Linked DNA regions of Mus musculus: region 1 is linked to region 2. A link is a contact called in public promoter capture Hi-C data. All regions are on one chromosome and are shown on one strand. The core of a region is the stretch at or near the end of the contact, and the rest is flanking DNA. Distances in the headings are between cores, read along the strand shown.

Evidence for each region. Promoter capture Hi-C pulls out the DNA fragments that hold promoters and counts their contacts.
Region 1: a promoter capture Hi-C map of second pharyngeal arch cranial neural crest shows a contact between it and region 2. The contact joins two enhancer-like sites. A contact is called at or near these places in 1 of 39 promoter capture datasets (second pharyngeal arch cranial neural crest) and 1 of 484 Hi-C or Micro-C datasets (bone marrow-derived macrophages).

The regions. Positions count from the first base shown.
Region 1 is chr13:109,063,548-109,069,133 of GRCm38.p6, forward strand. The region is part of intron 3 of Pde4d (phosphodiesterase 4D, cAMP specific); the gene reads left to right. Among named protein-coding and RNA genes, the nearest start is that of Mir582, 260 kb to the right of the region's middle. Within about 2 kb of position 3,189, at least 24 of the 459 cell types and tissues checked have an H3K27ac peak or open chromatin away from gene starts, as enhancers often do. A contact at or near this core is called in second pharyngeal arch cranial neural crest, where this site is marked.
Region 2 is chr13:108,447,753-108,452,878 of GRCm38.p6, forward strand. It overlaps Gm32450 (a long non-coding RNA gene), which reads left to right. Exons shown (of 6, transcript XR_873945.1): 6 at 911-1,145. Among named protein-coding and RNA genes, the nearest start is that of Gm32450, 13 kb to the left of the region's middle. Within about 2 kb of position 1,794, at least 47 of the 459 cell types and tissues checked have an H3K27ac peak or open chromatin away from gene starts, as enhancers often do. A contact at or near this core is called in second pharyngeal arch cranial neural crest, where this site is marked.

The sequences.
Region 1 (5,586 bases), core at 1,939-4,438, 620 kb after region 2:
GCTTCTACTTAAACGTGTCATTTAAAGATATGAATCCCTCTTTGTTCATAAATGATTTTTGCCTTTCAAGAATGTACCAGCGTTTAGCAAGTATGAATAGCCTAAGTCTGGGCTTTTCTCAATGCTCAGGATGCAGTGAGTGTCCTTTGGTGCAGAGCCTGTTAAAAGCTCAAAATTTCAAACCGTTTTTTGATTCCTCATCTTGACTTGTAAGAGAAATCATGATTAACTTTCTCGGCGCACATTAAGTTTGACATAATGAGCTCATTTCAAACACCATTGTAATAATCGCTAAGCATGGGAATTTGTGGGCTATATGAGTTCTAACCCTAACTAGTATGTTGTATTCTGTCATGGTATTTGGTAGGCTGCTTGCTCAACATGATCCTATCATCTTGACAGGATCTAGCATCATCTGGAAGAGAAGCCTCGAAGCAGGTGGTATCCAACCTGTAGGTCATGACCCCTTTGAGGGTCAAGGACCCTTTCATAGGGGTCACATATCAGATATCCTGCATATCAGATATTTACATTATGATTGTTAACAGTAGCAAAATTACAGTTATGAAATAGTAATGAAAATAACTTAATGCTTGGAGGGAAGGGGGAGTCACCACAACATGAGGAACTGTGTTAAAGAGTCACAGAATTATGAAGGTTGAGAGCCACTGGTCTAAGGGCTTATCTAGGTTAGATTAACTGAGATAGGAAGAGTCACCTTAACTGTGGCAGAACTATTCCTTGAGCTGGGGTCTCGGGCTGAATCAGGAGAAAGGAAACTAACTGAGCGGCTTCATCACCACCCACTCTCAGCTTCCTAACTGTGGAAGCAGCAGCTGCCTCCTGCTACCGCTGTGGCATCTCACTGTCAGGGATTAGAACCCCAAAGATACTTTTTATTTTGTAAGTTGCCTTTGTTCTGTATTTTTGTTGTTGTTGTTGTTGTTGTTGTTTCAGCAAAGTGATAAGTAATACACCCACATTATACCAGCTTGTTTTGTGGAAAGGAAAAAAGGGAAGGGAAGGAAGGAAAGAAGGAAGAGGGAAAATGAAGGATGGAGACGGTGTTCATCTGTCGGAGCTTCAGATTAATTTGATCAGAATGAGTATCAATAACCAGAACGTCCCAGTTTGGAAATCACGTGCAGCACATAAGGGTGCTCAGACAGGGGTTAGTTTTGTTGGGACACTAACCTCTGTGGTGGGGTCCTCATTGTTTCCACCTGATGAGCTGTTTCATAAGATGCTCAGACTTGAGTTTTGCTGTGATTAGCTAGCCAGACTGCTCTTTTCTACTAACTGCCCAGTGCTACTCCGAGTCCTTCACAGCAGCAATGGACTCACCAGACCAGATTCAGGCCAGTATTTAAGGCTGTAGTTCTCAACCTTCCTAATGCTGTGACCCGCTTCTTGCACACAGTTCCTCCTCATGCTGTGATGACTCCAGCCATACAATTATGTTCATTGCTACTTCACATATATAACTGTAATTCTGCTGTTGTTATGAATCCTGAGTAATATCTGATATGCAGAGAGACTTAGGTGATCACTGTGAAAGGGGATCATGACCCACAGGTTGAGAACCACTGCTTTAAGTGGAAGCAATTATGAAGGATTAACTGTTGTAATCTGAAAAGCCTAAGGATTACTCTGGATAGAGTTTCAAAACGGTTTCCATGTTTGCCAATGCCACCTGATCACTTTCCCTTTCCATTACTTGCCTGGCATGAGGCTTTGAGGACACTTGTCACCACAGGAGCAATGATCCCTTTTATATTGTATTTTGCTTTTTATCTGACAGCATAGATGACAAATGCTGGAGAGAAAATCAAAAGCAACAAGAGCGTACACTGGTAGTAAGGGGTAAGAAGAAACAGAGCGTTGTCTTTCGAAGCCAAACTTAGCAGAATATAAATCGTCCATTTCTGTTTCCATTTCAGTTTCAGAGATGAAACTGTCCCTAGATTAAAAGATCACAGATCCCCGTTGAATCCTTTCTCTCTTAAGTGAGACCTCTTTGGAAAGCAATACAAACAGGATGGTAATCCTAGCTCTGAAATAAATGGTTAGGCTGTGCTCTAAGGGCTTTTCTGTGTCTTTCTGGGTGACTTTTAATGTTTTTTTTTTTTCGTGAAAAGCAAATGATTCAAATGTTATATTTCATCTTTCATTATTCTTTTCAATAATATATGATATTCTCTTTTGACACACTCTTTTCTAAATGGTAGAATTTATGGCAAATTGCCATTTCAATTATTTATTGTGATCTACTAATGCAGTATTGACTACATCAAAACTGGAAAAATTAACTATTTCTACATACCTTTGATGAAATGACAGAGAAACTTGCCAAAATAATGATGGAGAATTTATATTGCTTTTTAGTGGGTTAATATGCAATATGTAGTTAATATGTAATATGTAATTTTTCAGGTATTATTTCTGAAAAAAATAACTAAGATCTTAGTAAGTCACATGGAAAAAATAACACTACAGCCAAACGTGGCTTTTTACATTTCATGTAATCTATAATCTTTGTGTTATTTGGGATCAAACACATATAGGTTCAACTATTGAGAAGATACTACAGAAAGATGAAGAGAAGAGGAATAAAAAAAATGGGAACTGAGGGAAAAGATAGGGAGGAAGGAGAGAAGAAGATGATGTAGAGGATGAAAGTTGTGCAGCCCGTGAGCACTGGCCATTTTATAAGTGGCCACAGAGTGTCTTCAGCTCAAGTGAGCCAAGGGGTAATTGCACATCGTGTGATCAAGAAGAGCGTAGGTGAGTCTGAATGTAGGATTTCCTGAGAGAGATAAATAGTGCTAGCTGGAAAGAGAGAGAATGTCTGGTTGTAAAATCTGTCCAAAGAGAGCTAAAAATAGCTCAAGTACAGAACCTGTTCAAGCAAGACTGTAGACTCATGGATCTCCCAAATCATCTACAACTTAATGCTGCATCGTTGAGCTAACATCTCTTTAGTCTTCCCTTATGCTCAGCCAAGTTCCTTGAGAGGAAGTAGAATTTCTCTGGACACTTTGAGTGTCAGTCTTGGGCTGTCCCCTGGGTACAAGCCTTTCGGGTTTCTTCCACAGACATGTCAGCATATTAATGCATTCTTTGGCTCCAAGTGACCTGCTCTCCCTTTATTTCCTCATTTGCCATTCATATCCTGGCCTCCTTTGGCCTGCATATTAGTCCCCTGGGCCCTGTGTAAGTGCTTCCAGGGCATGCTTCTAACTGCACAGTGACTGGACTATGACTAAGGTACTTTGCTATTATGAAGCAGCTGTGCTTAGAATTCTGCAACATTGCTCCTAGGAGTCGAGGAGGACAGAATGTCCAGCAAAGGACAAATGTACTAAAAGAGACCTAAGAAAGAGCCCAGTTGCCAAGTGAGCTGCCTCCCTTCTGTGCACTGCACACATAAGTCATCAGTCACTTGGACTTCAGGACATTTCAAGGAAGGGAGGGGAGAGGCCTCGAGGAGGGTGCTTTTCGGATAGAAGGGGAGCCCTGAAAAGGAAATAATGCCCCTGAGAGACAGAGGCTAAATGGCCACAAATAGATCTAAGAAGATTGAAGCCTAGACTATAGGTGAAGGTTCTCTTCACTAAAGGGTATACTCAGTCTTGCAGGCAAGTTAAAAACATCATTAAATGAAGAAAATGGGAGCCAGGAGAAGCATAGAGGTTTCAAGGGGTAGGCAATAGATATCTTTAATACCACGTGGTTAGGTTTTCATTGCTGAAGCCAAATGTCTTTAGCAGGATGCCAGGAGAATAAGAGCTCTTTAGCAACTTGCATTTTCCTCCTAAGACAAAACACCCGCCCTCCCTGTGTGTCAGTGTCCTCATCTATATAAAGGGTTAATAATAATTCTCAGCAAATCCAGTTCTCAGCACTACCGCCTAAAAACACCCCTTTTCTATGACCCTTCTGACACTCTTCTCTTAATACCCAAACTGAGGTCTGGGACATACAAGATAACCTGGAACCTTTCTCTCCATGTGAATGCATCATGCTTCAGCATCCTATATTGGTCTCCTGGAAATGCTGGTAGAAGGGTTACCAAGAGCAAGAGAGTCATCTTTTCTCCAAGTGCCAGCTCGCATCACTTCCCAGAAGCCTCTGGGAAAATGCTCAGAGTCATGTCAAAAGGGCTACCCAAGGCTGAGGTACACAAAAGGACCAATTTTTGTCATGATAGCTCAAAGGAATCTCTGGCCTCATTCTTCACTGAAGCTAGAGTAAATCAAACAAACGCAAACTCTAATGGTTTAAAACCACCACGGCTGCAAGTCACCCTAAGGCTAAGGAGCAAGAGAGAATCACTTACTATGTAAATCCAGTGATGTGGGAACCATTGGTACTTGAGTTAAAAGTTCCCCTGCCCACTCCCTTCCAATCTCACTCCAGATCTGTGTGGCTAGGAGCACTTCCCAAAGGTCCTGTCAGGAGGTGACTTCCAGGAAGGAATGGTTCCAGCATTTTCTACTTCACCTTCCCTATCTCCCTATCTTAAGGCTAAGCCACAGAGTGATAGGATAGTTAAGAGTGGAATGGGGACTCTATTCTTGCCAAATAAAATCCCCCTCTGTCATTAAATGGAATGCCAGCCTTAGGCAGAGCATGCTGGGCATATTAAGACCTTGTGCCCATTGCTCAAGCTCCTGAGGTGTTTAGTCTGGGAGTGATAAGCCTGGGGGAGGTCAGGGTACTGAGTACCCTCTTTCTCACTGAACATAGTTCCTTCAGTGGGGACCTCCATCAGTTCCTGTGTCATTGCCCCCATTCCCTCCTCCTGAGCCTGGCCTTAGAGATTTGGCCGGGAGGAAAAACAGCTCATAAAATAAATAGTTCTTAATGTCCTCCCAGACTCCCTGACATCATTAGTGACTGCACTCGGGAAAGTTCAGTGCTGAGACTGACCTCCAGAACTGCAAAAGCTGTGGTGGACGGCAACTGGGGGAGAGACAGGCAAAACTGCACACTACGCTGCAGGGGAGAATGCAATCAGGGTGGGAGCAGGAATGGACCTAAGGGAAGGAGCTGGGAGGTGTTCTGACCGTGTCACAGCAAATGCAGAACACTGTACTTTGAACTATGCTTTCAACCGCATGGAGGCCTAATTATATCAGTTTATGGAGCCCCTAAAGTTTTCCTGAAAGCAGTATAACCATTAGCCACCACCTAGTGGACTTTAAACATCTGAGTATGATCAAAGAAAGGGAACCCTACCCATATCATGCCCAAGTCAAGATGTACACAGAGGCGTTCCTCTCTGGGAGCAGAACTTAGGCATGTTGGATATCTACTTTTATTCAGAAAATACATTTTATCGAAAAATAATCTAGGCAACTATTAAACATTAATCAATTCATAGTAGAAAGCCCAAATTATATTTGTAAGTCAGGCTCAGGTCCTTATAATCCACACAATATGACTGAAAGGAGAGAGTCAAAGGTAGAGGGGAAATTACACTGCTCAGCTAGAGGGAGGTAGAGGATGAGTTAGGTCTTGGAAACTGAAGCTTTGGGGAATACAACACATATTTATTTTATTTTATTTTATTTTAATTAAGTA
Region 2 (5,126 bases), core at 544-3,043:
TGAGTTGCTAGAATGGCTACCACATAAAACCAGGTAAGTGGTAGCAAATGTGGGCAAGGATACAGAGAAGAGTGAATCCTTGTATGCTATTGATGGGTAGGCTGATTGTTCATAAAGAAATGACCATTCAAACTACATGAGCCAGCAGCCTCTCTATCAAGTCATACATGCAATCAGTCGCTGCCCATGAGACTGATGCCTTCATGGCCACCACAGCATCACTCATCATAGGCAATAATCAAAGAAACTCAAATTCTGAATATATAAAAACAGTAGGAAAATGGGGAAAATGGAAAGACAAGGGACCGAAGAGTACAACTTTGAGTCTTGTGGAGGAAGAAAATGTAGCCAGTGTGCAGCATAAAGACTAGAGTTAATAGCCTTACTTTATATCAGAAATTTGCCAAGAGAGATTTTATGTATTTTTACCAACACACACACACATACACACACACACACACACACACACACACACACACACACACACAGGCACACTGTTGTGAGATGGAGGGGTATATCAATTTACTTGGTTGTAGCAATCATTTTACTATGTATATATGAGTCAAAAAACCATTTTGTATACATACAATAAAAAGAAAATAAATGGCAAATCCCTATTCCTTTTTGGAGATAGATTCTCTCTCCATCCCCCTTATATGTAGAAACCCTGGAGTTGCCTGGCCTACTCCCAGTCTGTTTCCCAGGTTTTCAGGATACTTTCTTCAGTGAGAACAGCTTGGTTTATTGGTTAGCATGGGCAATATCACAAGTGTTTAACTTCTGTTTCAGAAGGCAAACACGGATGTGTTTACATTGCCCTTTACGAGTTTTCCCACTGGCAAAGCCTTTGGCACGGAACAGGAGAAATGCTAAACAGAATAAATTCCAGCCCGAAGTTCCTTTTCCGCAGATGCCTTTCGGGAAAAATTCTATGAAGTCTGATGACCTTGGAAACCACAGTCGTCATCGAGCAAAGTCCTCCAGGAGCATAGGTCGGTAGTGGGTCCCAAAGTCCCTATTTATGCTTGGAAGAGGAGTGCAGTAGGTAAGATTCTACCTTACAAAATGCGCTGTCACAATCCCTGAATCATTTACATTTCATATGTTACCCCCTTTTGCGGTTTCCCCTCCACAAACCCCCATCCCCTCCCCCTCCCCCTGCTCTATGAGGGTGCTCCTCCACTTTGTTTTAATCACTAAGCCAAAACGACTAGGTCTCACTTCTAAAATGGGTGGTCTTGATTATAAATAAAAATTTGCTAAGGTAAAAATACTGCAGCTGGATTTTGCTTTTAAACATGTGTATATATATGTGTGTGTGTGTGTGTGTGTGTGTGTATACACCACACACACACACACACACACAATATTTAACCTCTAGTAGCAAGAGGTGCAGAGATAAGAAATCCGACAGAGTTAATTTATCAGGCACTATATATAACAGCAGGAAAGCTTCACTTCCAAAAGTATTTTACTTAGGCATCTTTCTTGTTGAAATCTTAAAAGCTGCCCACGTCATTTGATTCCCCACAGCAGGTTATTTCAAGCTCAAGCTGCCGTGTCTCTCCCCTCCCCTGGATCTTCTCTCCATCAGTGAGGTTTGAGCTCCTCTCCTTTGCCAACTAGACGTGTTTAAAAGAAAGTCACTTGAGTCTTATGCTGTCCCTTGGTAAAATTAGGGACATGGAGTAAGAAGGGACCGGTCCACTTGGAGTCCCGGAGTAACGGGGCTCACAGATTCTGAAGTTAATCAGCAGCTAAACGTGACATTGAGAGTAACCTGAGCCAGGCTGTTCTCCCCACCCCTGAGGGACAAGGAGCTGTGGTGAGCAAGCACATTCAGTGCTCACATTGTTACCACATGATCAGGGGAAGAAATATGTATCTTTCAGGAGCTAAATAAAACTCTTTTCAGAGTTCCCATTGCATCCAACATTTTTTTCTTCTTCTTCTGCACAGGACTAAATTTATTTCACAATTCCAAATAGCATTAGAAGAAGGCACAGGATTCTTGTGACTGTGCAAATGCTGCAGCTTTTCCTTCAGAGTGAGTTAAGCATCTCTAACACACTCTCCAGGTCACCATATGACTGCGAGCATGTGGCCCTCCTCGGCCAGGAAGCCATTTAGAACAAACTTACTTATCTGCTTTGGCCAGGCTGGGCTTACTTCCCTCTGTAGCAACTCCTTTCTCTGGAGTCCTCTCTTCTGACATCTGACTGAGGAGCTGGGGGCCTCCTCACCTCCCTGCCTGGATGAATTCTTTGATTTGGACTGGACAGCTTCAAACAGCATGGGATCTACTTTCTCCATAAGGTATGGGGCAAAATTCTGTTGATAGGAGCAGGGTGGTAATGGTAGCAGTGAGTGGAACACTAGCAGCAAAAATAAAAACGATGCTTTCTGATGATACTAGTAGCTAGCATTTGTTTAAGTTTCTTCTTCTTATTATTATTTTTTAAAGGATTTAATTTCATTATATCTTTGTGACTCTTGGTAGCAACCCTTGGGAATGGGTGTTAGAATTCGTCATGCAGGTTTCCAGAAAGGGAAACTGAGGCTTGGAGAGGGTCCTAAAACTTGTTCAAAATGGTAGTTTACAAGAGCCAGGATTTAAATCTAGACTGTTGGTCTTCCATAAGCCACATGTCTACCCACTGGTGGTGAAAAGTGTACCTGTGTGCATTGCAGTGTTGCTGCTATCTGTATCTGACCCTCCTTCCTCATGAAAAAAGCAGGCTGTGTTTTCATCTGTCCTCTTATAGCACGTGTGAACTATAAGGCAGGCTGAATAAAGGTAGCAATGTGCAAACCCCAAGGAAGAACAAATCCTTCCAAATAACTGCTAACCAGGATGATAGTATAATTTGTAACTGATATGGTTATCTTAATTAGAATGCAGTCTGGTTCTTCACAGCCCAGTCAGAGAGTTCATTTGACAGGCGAGTGCAGCGATAGCTAAGGTCTTTCGTTATTATTATTGTTGTTGTTGCTATTTATACAGCACGTGTGCACACACATACACTTGTGCCAGAGACTGCCAGTGCACATATACCTCAGCATGAGTGTGAAAGTCGGGGACAACCTTAGGTGTTGGTCCTTCCCCTTGTTGGAGACAGGGGACAGGTGTCTTGGTTGTTTATCTACAACATGAGTTTCCAGGAATTTTCAGAGAGAGAGTGACGGTCTCTAGCTGTCACTTCCTCAGAGGAGCACTAAGAAGATCACAGACCCTTGCACTGCTTTTTCGTGAGTTTGGGGAATCCAAACTCAGGTCTTTGAAGATCATGTGGCAAAAACTTTTACCCACTAAGCCATCTCCCCAGTTCCAGGTATAAAGTTTAAAGGTTTTGCTTAAGTTTTCCTCTTTGTCACGTCCTGTTACATTTCTAAGTACTTCAGTTGACAAGTAGAAATTCTAAATGAGACAGATCTAGATCACCCTTTTAGATGTTATATAAGGAGGTGATAAAGACCTTGGAGTGATTCTCAGAAAGGTAGCCAACCTCCCAGAGTTGCCATATTTTGATATATGAATTGGTTTTCATTTGTCTAGTGCCGAAGAAGGAAGTGGTTAATTTTATTTTCCATAATGGGTGGTTTATGTCTTACTGCTTAATTCTGGGTTTTATGATAGATGATGGTTATCAAGTAAACCTATTGTCAGGCATGCATTCAAGCTCTGGGGTCAGTGTCTTATGCTACTATCACCAACACTTGATTTTTAGTTGTTTACTGTTTCTAAAAAGGTTTATTTTATTTTACTTTATTTTATTTTATGTTTATGCATATATCCTTGAGTTAGGCATGCCTATCAGTGCATGCAAGGGCCAGGAGAGGTCTCCTGCAACTAGAGGCTCAGACAGTTGTGAGCTGCTATGTGGGTGCTCAGAACCAAGTCCCAGTTCTCTGCAAGAGCAGCCAGTGCTCTTCACCACTGATCCATCCCTCCATCCCTCAGTAACACTTCTAATTCGGTCACGTGATCAATAAGTATGTCATGGTCAAGGCACTGTTGTGCATGTATTTGGTTTCTTCTCTTTTCCCCGGTCCAGGAGGAAGCATGGTGGAAGTGTTCCATCTCTTCCCTGTCCCTCTTCTCTCATTGAGATCACATGGACAATTTCTTCTTCTAGTTCTACTTGGTGCCTGCGTGGTGTTGGGACGACGACATTCTCTGCCTCTTACAGTGAATGTGTCAAGGGGGTAGGGGATGGAGAACTCAGGGTGCATGTGCAAAGTTACAGGTGAAATTTTCCTGTCTCTTGCTACAGACACCTGCTCACCACTCATTCCCTGCCTGCGCCCCAACTTAGGTAATGCTAAGAAAGCTTATCCTGGATTCTCAGGAACCTGATACAGCTGTCTCCTGAGAGGCTCTGCCAGTGCCTGATGAATACAAAAGTGGATGTTCACAGCCATCCATTGGACTGAGCACAGGGTTCCCAATGAAGGAGCTAGAGAAAGGACCCAAGGACCTGAAGGGGTTTGCAAACCCCTAGGAGGAACAACAATATGAACTAACCAGTACCCCCCCCTCCCCCCCCCCCCCGAGCTCCTTGGGACTAAAACCACCAACCAAAGAAAACACAAGGTGGGACTCATGGCTCTAGCTGCATATGTAGCAGAGGATGGCCTAGTTGGTCATCGATGGGAGGAGAGGCTCTTGGTCCTGGGAAGGTTCTATGCCCCAGTATAGGGGAATGCCAGGACAGGGAAGCAGGAGTAGGTGGGTTAGTGAGCAGGGGAGGGCAGGTGGGGATAGGGGGTTTTTGGATGGGAAACTAGGAAAGGGGATAACATTTGAAATGTAAATAAAGAAAATATCTAATTAAGAAAATCTAACAAAAATCCTACTTACAGGGAGAGGACACATACTAAACTACTTATCAAAGCTCTTATATTAGTTTATCAGATTTTATGTCCAGCCAAGGCATCTCTGGAGTCATACTATAATCCCAGTTTTCAAAAAAGAGAGAACAGGGGGATAGTGGGAATTATCATGAACATTTTCAGAAATAACTTGAGTTATTTAGTATTAAAATATATGTCTAGGGGCTAGAGAAATGGCCCAGTGGTTAAGAGCACTGGCTGCTCTTCCCGAGGTCCTGAGTTCAATTCCCAGC